Linked DNA regions of Arachis hypogaea: region 1 is linked to region 2. The links are chromatin contacts, called in public Hi-C maps. All regions are on one chromosome and are shown on one strand. Each heading gives the region's core, a stretch centred on a gene start, on an enhancer-like site or on the middle of the called end of the contact. The rest is flanking DNA. Distances are from core to core; before and after follow the strand shown.

Region 1 (6,417 bases), core at 305-2,804, 44 kb after region 2:
TGAAGCAGTTGCAAAGGGGTGGAAAGATGTGAATATAGCTCGGTAAAAAGGGACAAAACAGGGTACGTATTATTCTTTTATGGGCAAATGGGGTCACGGGAAGTTTTTATTAGTCAGAAGCAGTAACATCATCACGGGGATGAAAAAAATGCCTTTGAATTTTCATGGGTCAATTTTATTGTTGTAAACACCCAACCAGAAACAGAGGTTTTGAATGAAGCAGTCATTGTATTTGGTGGGGAGAGAGAAAAAACACCCTTCACAAACCGTCAAATTTGTATGTTGACTTCTGTAATTTTCCCAATGTCAATGCACATTAGCTTATTGTAACACAAATTAAAATGATCCTTTCATTTGTAGACTTCACATTATTATCTCTAAAAAATGTTGAATTAAAAATTTTCATTCAAAAATTTTTTATTACATTGAGATTTTTGATAAATAAATTTTTAAAAGTGTGATAAGAAAAACTTTTATATTTTATTTTTATATAATTTAAAATCTTTATAGAATAAAATTTGTTTAGAAACAAAAATATCTAATACAAAATTTTTTAAAAACCTATTAAATATATACTCTTATCTGAGATTAAAACATTCTCGTCTTTATGTGTTGTTGTCTATACTATATGTTTTTTACCTTTTGCACATAATCTTTTGAATTCATGCGAAAGATGTAAATATATATAATTATGTTAGGTATACATTAAAATTAATCACTAATATAAAATATATGTTAAAATATAAAATACACATTATAAATTAGTTAAATAAGACATATATTTATATATAAATACATAATGACTAATTTTAATGTACAAATAACATTTTTGAAATACATATAATTAGGTAATTAAAATGTTAATGTTCATTTACAATATGTTTAATATTTTAGAATAAAAAATATGGAGATATTATAATTTAGAAAATACACAACTTATGTCTTTATCATATTTTTACTATCTTCCAATATTTTAATAGATAAAAATATTTATTGGCAAAAAGGAGATCTTTATGTAATTTTAAATATCTATTATTTCTTTAAAATAAATTTATATTTCTATTATAAAATAATTACAAAGACCTAGACGAGGAGGTAGAATAATTATGTACCCGTGTATGTGACATATATATACACAGAAAGATAAATTTGGAAGAAATAATAAAAATTAGTTAATAATGCTAACACCAATTTTAGATATGTAATTTTTAACTTTAGATGTACAGTTTTTAAAATTGATTCTATTATTTATTTTTGACCAAGAAATAGAATAATATGAAAAAGATAAATTTTGATTAATTATATATACAAATTTTTGTTAATTAATTATTTTTTAAGCACCATGTTTCAGAAAGAAAAAGAAAAAAAAAATGCACCGTAGAATAGAAAGCCTATTAGCGCGCGGTACAAAGTGAAAGAAAACGAGAGATTCTCCCGTCCGTGACCCACTCTTCTCAGAAAAGAAAAACAAAAGAAGTTAAAAATAAATTAAGGTCAAAATTATATTAAATTAACATTAATATATATAGAGTAATAGAGACATCCCCCTTTTCCGTTGTTATTTTGTACGATTCTATATGCGTCAATCTTCCTAAGTTGTGGCATATAACTTAATCTGTTCATTTAATTTTAGCATCTACCATATGCTTAAACCAACTGGTAGGTCACTATTCACCACCACCACCACTACCACACCCACTGAGTCCAACTACGTGTTACTCCGAGTCACACTCACTCACTCACTACTTTTAATAAATGGTAATACAATTAATTAATTAAGTGTTTATTATAAGGTTGATGGATGTTAGAATGATTTTATCCAAATAATTGGATTTTCATTTTCAATTATTTTGATGATCGACGTGGAAACCCAATCAAGATATGAAAAAGCTTCAAACCCTTTAAAATACGCAACTCCCACCACCATGACCACACTATATATAGACAACAACACACAAAGACACACCTCATTCATCACTTCTCACTTACTCACCATTCAAACATGGCTTCTTCCCCTTCTTGTTCTAATTATTGTTACAACGGTAACAAGAGTTTGTTAGCATCGGTTATCGTGTCAGTTATCGTGGTAACAATAACGATAAGTAGTGGGGGCGTGGCAATTGCGGAAGGAGGGAGGGTGCCGTTTGCATGTGACCCGAAAAACGGTTTAACGAGGACGTTGAGATTCTGTTGGACGCACGTGCCAATCCACGTGAGGGTGCAGGACCTCATAGGGAGGCTCACATTGGCGGAGAAGATAAGGCTGGTGGTTAATAACGCCATAGCGGTTCCAAGGCTTGGGATTCAGGGCTATGAGTGGTGGTCGGAGGCCTTGCACGGTGTTTCTAATGTGGGCCCAGGGACTAAGTTCGGTGGGCCCTTCCCTGGTGCCACTAGCTTCCCTCAGGTCATCACAACCGCTGCTTCTTTCAACCAATCTCTATGGCTTGAAATCGGTCGGGTAAGATTTCTTCATCGTTCTCCATCTGTAGCCGTTTCATTACTCCATGCATCATTTTCTCAACAGTTAAACAACACAACTCACTAATTGGATGCAATACTTTATCCATATTCATAAAATATTGATACATAAGAAAGCTTCTTTTATTTATTTAGACTAAAATTAATTAATTATCTTTTCATTAAAAATAATTAAAATGTTGATTCTTAACATTTTTATATTATCATTTTATTCTCACTTTTACGCACTTTTATGTGTGTGCGTGACTCTTGTTGTTTATAACTAGCAATGATGGTGCTCCTTTGAGTTTTGAATGCGTGGAAGCAGTTGTTTTTTGTTGATAGTTAAATATGATTAAATAATAATTTAGTTAAATTTATTAAATTATTTAATAGTTTTTTATTAATAACTTTAAGTAAAGATAATAATTGTATATGAATTTTCATCTTAATATGATATTGTAAGAAAATGAATCATTTTTCTTCGGCAAAAAAAAAATAGAAAGCTCACGTGTAAAATTAAAGAATTGAGTATTAATAATAAAACAGTAATACTATAGAACCAATATAATTTTATTATTTTTTGTTTATATTTAATTAAAAATATTAGTTAAAAATATAGTGCTGAATCGCCAGATTAAAAGTATTAAACTATGAATTATGTCAGGAATTAAATTTTTATATAATAGACTTTTTTTATATATCTCTTAATATATATGTCAGGAATAAGCAATAAGTTGTGATTATTCAAATGTAAGAAACTAATGTTGACATATAAATATATATAATATATCCTTTTCATCCTTTAAGCTCTTAATTCTTATTTTTTATTTAAAAAAAAAGGAAAGGAGTGGCGAAGTATACACTCAACTTTTCCTTTCATCCATCAGTTAGGCTGTTCATTCATTGATTGGTTCTCCTTTTCGGCCAATTATGATTAAATTAATCATTTTTCCATACAACCATCTAAACTCTAAAGTATATATATGATAACATAACATATTATTGGCTTCGAATACAGACAGTAGCCAAATGGGTCAATTGCTTTTGTGGAAGTATAAAGTACACTTAACATATTTCTCTTCCATAAGTTACCCTTGGATACAAGAAATTAATTATTTTGGGACCACTGCCTTTAGATATATAAATTAACAAATGATACTTATTTTCCATAAAATCATTACTTTTAGTGTATAGTTTATACAAAATTATTTCATTATTTATAAAATCATAGGGCATAATTATTTTCATGAATTTAAAAAAATGTTCCTTAATCTTTAAAATAAGCTGTAGTTTTCACTCTGTACCAATCTAATCAAGTTACAAGTCCTCAATAAAATTGAAAAGGTATCTATCTATAAATAGGGCTCAAGTGCTTTCTTAGCTTTTTCAATTATAATTACCAAAACATAGATATATGACGACGACAAAATAAAATTGCTTTCATAAATCATATACAAACTATTTATAACTACCCGTTATATGTTTTTGCTGTCCAATCATATGTGTGAGCCAAAAGACCATTCATTTTCATTTGCTGATTCTAACCCCTTTTTTTAGTTTATTAGAAAATAAAAATTGTCATCAGATAGAATAAGACAAATGTATATATTAAAAAAATAAAAATAAAAAGGGTTAAAATATATTTGTTATTTAATCAAATTATGGTGTTACTCGGCTACTCGCAGCTCCTACATAGAAACAAATTAACAGTGTCCCATGTGCCTTGCATGCATTTGAAGATGATATAAAATCTGACAAGTCAAGTCACTTTATAATAATTTATTGAGTTTAATTTTAATATATTAATATTATAAAATATTTTAAATAGTCATATAATTATATCAGTTCTTTTAAATAATTATTCATGTAGTCAATATAAAAAATTATTTTTATTAATATCATATTATATAATTTAAATATACATATAAAATTATTTATATGGATAGTATATTAAAATTAAATTTTAATTTATATTTAGTTTATATGCTAAAGAAAACGAGAGTTGATGTTGAAAATTCATCAACTCAATTTGTCACCAACCAGTTTCTATAAAAGAAGTCCCATTACGCCATTATTTCATTAAACAAACGAAAGCAACATGTTTATGATGGTTAATTAATTAAATGGACTTTTGTATGGTTATCCTTTGTTATTATTATTTATCTTCCCTTAGCTTGGTTAAGTTTAATTTATATAGTATATAGTACCCTTTGACGTATCTAATTAATTTAACAAGTTAAACATGTACGTGTATGTTGAGATTGGATAATAATCAATAATTAATAAAGATTTCGGTGACAATTAATAGAGACCCGTCTAATTCCTTGATGAAGCATGCAATACACAAAAAAGTCTCCTCCTCAAGGATTGTTATAGTATCATTTTTGCATGTTGTTGGATGTTGCTTAGTGAAACATAAAATCCAACCACCTTTTGATTTTTTCTTAATCTTGTGTAATTAATGATTGTTTGGTGAAAACTGACCAAACACAAGGTGTTTGATGTTGTCCATCAACACCGCCTCTACATGCAAGTGGCAAAACCTTGAGTGCACCTTTTCGTTACGGCTTTTTCTTTTATTAAATAGAGGTAAAAACTCAGGTAAAGTCGACTTCATATAAAGTTGATATTTAAGAGCCGTTAAATAATTTGATTGATTTAACTAAATTTTCATCCAATAATTTTTAGGTATCAACTTCACGTGAAGTTGACTTTACCTCAGTTTTCATCTTAAATAAAATTTATTTTTAATTACAACGTAAAAGAATGTGAAAGAGAGAATCTTATATTATATATTATCATTTCGAAAATGTTTGATACAAAAATAACTAAAATTTGTCTTATTTATTAATTATTATAATAATTAATAAATACTAATTTTTTTCTTTAACATTATTGTTGCCATTTAATCATATCCGAGAGACTTGTAAGAAAAATAAATTATTTATGTATCTTTATTTACTAATTTAAAATTATGACAAGATATTTAGATGTATATTATTTTTACAATAATAATAATTTAAGTAAATTAATTTTATTAATAAAAAATATAGAATAATATATAAAATTAGATTAAGTTTATTTTTAGGCCGCTTTTTTTCAATATATATGATGTTCCCAAAGGTCATTATTCAGTTGCTTTAATTTTCAATAATTTTCTGTAATACTGATGAGCCAGAATTAATTACCTAATCACATTGAAGGGAAGTCCTTGTCTAGGTACAATATAATCTTGAAATTATTAAAGAAAAGGAAACTCGATATTCATTTGGTGGCATTATAGCATGACCATGTGACGTTTAGATTCCAAAATTGTCAAAGATAGAGTTTCTTGCTTGTTTCTTATTACCAAATGGTATTTCTTTAATATTCTCTTTGATGCTTTAGCCAAATTGTTATTGAGACAAGACACAAGAAACATTAAAAAATTAATTAAAGAAATATTGTACTATTCAATTGAATGAGTATGTGAATTATATTTAATTTAATTTGATTGCTATGCTCATCAGGTGGTGTCTGATGAAGCAAGGGCAATGTACAATGGTGGAGCTGCAGGGTTGACATTTTGGAGTCCTAATGTGAACATTTTTCGCGATCCTCGTTGGGGCCGTGGCCAGGAGACTCCTGGCGAAGACCCCACCTTGGCCGCAAAATATGCTGCAAGCTATGTGCAAGGACTCCAAGGCAACGGCGCGGGTGACCGGCTCAAGGTGGCTGCTTGTTGTAAACACTACACTGCCTATGATCTTGATAATTGGAACGGCATAGACAGATTTCATTTCAATGCCAAGGTAAGTTTCAATAAATATAATTAATTTGTATAGTCAATTACACATTTCTTAAAAACAAATAATTTAGGAGATATTATAGTATTATTCCATTTGTAAAGAGAAAAAGAAAATCAAGAGTGCATTTGATTTGCGCTTTTATATTTTGTTTTCGTTTTTAGTTATT
Region 2 (6,410 bases), core at 2,652-5,151:
GCTGCATTTCCTATCTGCTAATTTGCTATTTGTTGCTAATTTAATGTCAAAAAGAAATTGGTGTATTATGTCAAATTCTATCTCTGGAAGGACAAAATGCCAACCAAAATATCATTTGTTTCTTTAGAAGGATATTTTGTCAAAAAAATAAATCTTTTGGAAGCTAAAACAGTAAATTACTATATTCGGTACGATTCTTAATAGAGACAAACTAGAATCAGTGATCATAGAATAAAAATTTCTTTGCTCTCATGGTCTTTACAACATGTAAATGTAATGTTGCTGATCAGGTAAAATTTCATTTTTTAACTTAAAAGTGTAGGATTTCTTTGTAGATCAAGATCCGGGTAGTTGGTTTCTATCTAGAGCATGAATTCTGTCTAAGTAGATATCTATTATGTCCTTAGGATTGGATAGAAAATTGATTACTGTGCTAAATTAGATTGTGGATTCAGTTTGTAAGATTTTCCAAAACAATGATTTTCCTAATGGTTTTCCCAACATCGATCTCTATAGTATGTATGTATAGAAAAGGTAAAGTTTAAAATCAGATATATGAGATGTTTTGTTGTGTTGTTAAACTTGTACATTGTTGCTGAAGTTGTTTATCTCAATAAGTATTTGTTGAAGTGAATCCTAAATTCGGTTGTTTAATAATATGCATAGCCTGCTGCACTTTTCATTGCAATGGCTGGCGCTATTATACTTGAACACTTGATTCCTCAGGTAATCTATGAATTAGGTTTATGATTTATAGTTTTTTTTTTACGGAAAAAAATATTTTTCATTCATAGAGAAACCAAATGGCACATACAAATGTCATAGAAATATCAATTCTACATTGATAATAAAAAGATAAATATTCTATGTATTAAACTATAATCTAATAGGAGGCACAATATTTGATTACTAAAAATCTTAAAAAGTAAAAACAGAAACAAATATAAGTCTCTTTTATTTCTATAGATTTATACACACGTGATGCAAGACAGGAAGATACATCTTCTTTTCCATATAAATTTGAATATTTTTAAGATTTGAAAGTTTTTTTATGAACAAAAATATTTTTTCGTGGAAAAAGATCTGTAGCTCAAATTACTACTAGCATTCATAAAGGGAATCAAGAGCACCACTACAAAAGAGGAAAAAAAATACTACGGATGGGTTATTAAAATTAAAACCAGGAACATAGAGCTAAATTCAGGTTTGATAATGGTCTACAATGAGAACCTTAGAAGGAAAGTGAACAATCACAACGGGGTTATTATAGATCTAGATTTGAATCTCTAAAAAGAAATAGAAGCACAAACAAAAATCACAACCAAGAAAAGGGGCGTGCAGGAGAAAGGAGGGAGAGGAGGCGGCAGCAACGACAGCAGCAGCGGATGGTGTGGACGGTGGAAGAGTGATGGTGGTGTGGGTGATGTGAAAAGTGAAGAGAAAAAATAAAACTGTAGCTGTAAAAACAAAGAAGATGATGGATGGTAAGGAAGGGAGAGAAAGAGAAGAAGAAAAAAGGAGAAGGTTAAAGGGAAGGGAGCAGGGGAGAGCCACTGCAATCCAGATTGAGGCGGCAGCAGCGGTGACCCTTTGGGAGGCCTTGTGTTTTCCCTCACGGAAGAGAAAGGGCCGTATTTGTGTTTTTGCAGTAGCTTGAGATTTGTAGTTGTTGTACCATAGTGATTAAAACTAATTGTTTGCTTAATTCATCCGGTTTACATGCTTAGTTCAAGTTGATATTATCAAATACTAGCAAGAGTTTTAGTTTTTCTCCCAATTTGTTTGGTATTATGACAGAGTTAAATTTTAAAGTGATATCTGAGATTAATTACCTGGATTAAAATAGTCTTTAAGATCTTAATTGCATTAATTACATTCTTAAAATTAGCAAAAATGTACTACACTAGTTTTTAACGACATAATGAGACATTTGATAAAAGAAAAATGCTAGTTGTACAACACTAATCAATCTTTAATCAAATTTAAATAATATTTAATTATTTTTTTATTGAAATATATTCTTATTTTGTAGATACATATCTATAAATGAATTTAATTTAAATTTTAAAAGCCATCCACTTCATATCATAGTTAGTTAATGTGACTTTGTTTTTTTTACTTAACTTCACCTAACAAATAAAATTTTTTTATTTCTTATTCTATAGGATATTCACACTACATTAGTGAATCCAAAACAAAAAAAAAGTACCTTTCTACTAAGTTCTCCCTCTCGTCTTCATTAGTGAAGACGTATTACCACCTTCCAGTTGAAGTACTTTCTCGTTTTGTATTGGTGAAAGGTGTCATTATTTTTCACACATGTGTTTATGTAATTTGTTAAGAAATATCATGTTTAACATTTTTAATTATATTTAAAATAAATATAAAAATTCTATTCTTATTTAATTGGAACATTCTTATTTAATTTTATTAATAGAGTTGTTACAAATAAAGTACTTTGTACGTAAGTAGTTTGAATAAAGAAAAAAAAATCTGAAGTTTAAGAGGGAAGATGTAGATGGTATGGTCATATTTTTTAATTATAACATATCTGATAGTATGATATTTTATTCAAAATATTTTTAAAACACATCTAAAATTAAACTTAAATACACATCCAAAATTATAAGAATGCACTCTAAATATTTTATCTACACATCCAAAATTCATGTAAAAAAATTTATATATGTACATAAGAACATAATGAACAATATAAACACATCCAAAATTAAGTATTGACACGTCTAAATTAGATTAACATTACAACTCTAAAAAAAATACAGACACTTCTAATATTATACATAAATTTAAAAAAATAGAACATTTTATTAAGTGAAAAAAGAAAGATAACATATTTTCACGGATAAACTCAACCAAATTTTTTTAGAATTTTGCAAGTAGAATTACCAAATTTTGAATTCTAACTAATTTAATTTTTGGATGTGTATTTAAATTGTAATACATTAATAATTAAATATATTAAATTTGAAATAAAAATTTAAATTTTAAATTTTAAATTTCAGTTTTATTTAGTTTGTATTTTGAATGTGTATTTAATTTTAAAAAGATATTAAATCTATTTAGAATTTTTAGATGTGTTTGTTTTATTTTTCTTAAATTATTGTAATAAAAGACTAAATATTGTACAACTTTTAAAGGATTCTTAGTTTAATTGTTGCTAGAAAAGGATTGGTATTTTTTGCCAATTTCAAAAACGATATGTAATCGGTAGAATTGAAATTTAAAGAACTATTTTGATTTATATTGCTAATATAAAAAACTACCTTGAAGTTTAACTCGAATCATAGGTTATAGGTTTCTTTTTTCATGATATTGTAGCTGATAGTTTGATGTAGCCAGTATGCTAGCTCAATTACTTAAAGGACCTAGCCGATCCAATGATAATTGGGCCTCTTAACTAATAGTGTCATGATTGAGGTAGGTTGCACTTAAATATTTTGAGTTGCCCAACAAAAAACCAATAGCTTGAATTTTAGGATCCACATTCTGAATAGTACTGTATCTAAATATTGAGCTGTTATTCTCTAGGCTTGAACTAGTTATAAAATTTGAAATTGAAACTGAAGAGTAACCTTTTAATCATCTTTTAGAATTTTTTTGTGCTGCTTGATGCTAATATACTCAAATAATGGTGCTTTCTTTTTAATCAGTGGTGCTTAGCACAATAGTTAATGTTCGAACCAACTAGCTGAATCATAATCATGTTCTTCAGGTCCAAGATGAGCAAGTTGTAATTAATTTGTGGCATTGAGGATCATGTAATTAAAAAATAAAAGAATGGTTAGTTCTTGATCTTGTTTGTGACATGACATGTGTGACTAGGACTGTTGTATGTTAATGTGTGGTTATCCATAATAAAATGGTTATGATGATTTTGGACAACAAAACCTTAAAGCCTTATCCAAAATTATCTTCTTTGTTGGGCCATAAACATTGGTTACTTGACTTAAACGGAACTGAAATTTGGGCCCTACTAGACAAAATGCAAGACATTTTCTTGATAGGCTTATCAGCATAATCCTATTTTCCCCCTCAAATTCTCGGATCACATGTCGGGGACAATTACTAATAGAACTTATTGGCTTAAATGGAATTAATTCTTAAGGTACTAAAGAAAATTAAATATCTTAAAACGAGTTTTTCCGTGGATATTTAAAAACATGTAATACTAGATGTGCACTAAAATCAGCTATTAAAATTAATTAGTAATATAAAATAATATATAATAATAATTAATTTTGGTAACTAATTTTAATATACACCTATATTTTTGTTTAAGGATCAAAATGACACTTTAATATAACATCGTTATTCAAAGGCTGTAAATAACCTATGATCCAAAAATCAAGATTGATACTTCTAGTAGTAATATATTTGAATGCATGGTTTAAAGTTATATGAAATTAGTCTTGTATTAAACATAAGATATCGCTCGGGTTTTTCCACTATATAGATTTTTTATGCAATTTTTTTTTTTAAGAATTTATGCTCGTTATGAAATGGTGCTTTCATTTAGAATTAACCGATCAAAGAGGATTATTGGTGGAGGGTTATAGGCAAAAGAGGAATTGTCTATAATTGAATTAATCGTTACCAAGTGAAATATTTCGTAGAGTGCAAGTCTTACAATAATATCTTAATATTTTATTAATACTAAAATACAAACTAATTTTTTAATATTTTTAATGATATTTTTAAATATAAAGATTATTTAAGATATTATTTATTTTATAAATAATAATATATACTAATCCTACACTTATTTTAAGAATATAAATTAAAAATATTAATAAGTACATAATGTTATTTGAATGTATCAAATGATATTCAAAAAAATATTTTTTAATTTTTATTAAAATAAATTAAACATAAAAATATACGTGTATCAAATAAATATCTCGTCTAAACTGTGTCTAATACATAGACAAAATAATTCATTGAAGTTGTAACAAATTTTAACGCAGTGATTCTTTCTATTAATTTGCTAGGTGAGAATTCAGGTGTAGTCGACTTTACGTGAAGTTGATAATTGAGAATCGTTAGATGAAAATTTAGTCAAATAAATCAAATTATCTAATAACTCTCAATTTTAACATCACGTAAGTCTACTGCATCTGAGTTTTTTCACCAATTTATTATTGATGTTCTAAAATATCAAGGCATGTCTGAATACATGAACATATAACAGATGAATATCGAAAGGCTAAAAAAGAATTGATGATCCAAAAGTTAGGGTTGGTGATAATAAGGAGTGATAACGTTCTATACATGCACATATAACAAAAGAAATCATGATTATTGGAAGGACGCAAAGAATGATCCACAAATTAAGGTTTGCAGTGCACATACACACCAATGGATTATTGGTCTGCCACTATCTATATATTCAAGGATTGAATTTGTTATAACATCGAATCAAATCGTCTATTTGTATATTAAAAAGCGTTACCATATCCTCTATGCAAGAATCTTGGACTTATATACATATTTATATAATTTGTTAATACATTCTTTGTTTTGTGGTGATCAGAGCAATGACCTGTAACATCTAGAAGCTCGGATTTTTTATTTATTTATTTTTGAGGGAAGAAAATGAAGGTGGCGTAAGATAAAATCGAACTACCTGCAGGATAATGCAAATTAAAAGAAATTCTCGCAAATTGGTCATTCCAAGTAATCCTCTTGGTATAATAATAATAATAATAATAATAATAATAATAATAATAATAACCATTAAATTTTTGAAGATTTTAATTTTAAATTAATTAATTTTAAATTAGTTTGATATTTAATGATATGGGAGTAAAATTTACTTTTTTTTTTATTTTGAGTATCAATTTTTCAAATATACACCAAAAATTTCTCTTTAAACAGAACAAAAGAAACAATAAAATGTAAATTGAAATTTAAAGACTTAAATTATAAGAAAAGGGTTACATGATAAAATGAAATAAAAAAACTTCTACAAAGTTAAAAGACTTTTCAAAAATAAAATGAATAATTCGAAAGCTTTAAGAAAAAGACAAGATTACTTTACTAAAATGAAATAGCTTGCATAAAAAAAGTATAGAGAAATTTAAAAAAAATGTAAAGACATATAAAGAATTTTATAGAAAAAAAGTTTGTAACAGATTCAGAAAATTATTGAGATATATAAATGTGCAAGAGTATCTTTTGAAAATAAATTTTAGCTTTTATTTTTTCTAAATTTTGTACATTTATAAATTTTTTTAACTAATCATATCTTGCCACATGTTCTTCATAAAAAATCTTAAAAATAGTTATTTCTGCCAGATGCATAAATTATGTAATTATCTTCCGCTTTTTAGACGATCAAATCTAACATTAGTTAACCGCTCTGTTTTACTTTAACGACAAACCTCATCGAA

Evidence for each region. Hi-C and Micro-C count contacts between places; a contact is called where the count stands out from the background.
Region 1: a contact with region 2 is called in a Hi-C map of leaf, with 4 times the contacts expected there. The contact joins the promoter of LOC112796364 here to the enhancer-like site in region 2. A contact is called at or near these places in 4 of 8 Hi-C or Micro-C datasets (all in leaf).

Annotation. Positions count from the first base shown.
Region 1 is chr4:14,668,454-14,674,870 of arahy.Tifrunner.gnm2.J5K5, forward strand. LOC112796364 (beta-D-xylosidase 1) reads left to right here and starts at 1,555. Exons shown (of 5, transcript XM_025838785.3): 1 at 1,555-2,461; 2 at 5,973-6,254. The coding sequence starts at 2,003.
Region 2 is chr4:14,621,965-14,628,374 of arahy.Tifrunner.gnm2.J5K5, forward strand. LOC140184403 (a long non-coding RNA gene) reads left to right here. Exons shown (of 2, transcript XR_011881002.1): 2 at 667-876. Among protein-coding and RNA genes, the nearest start is that of LOC140184403, 3.3 kb to the left of the region's middle. Within about 2 kb of position 3,902, at least 3 of the 3 cell types and tissues checked have open chromatin away from gene starts, as enhancers often do.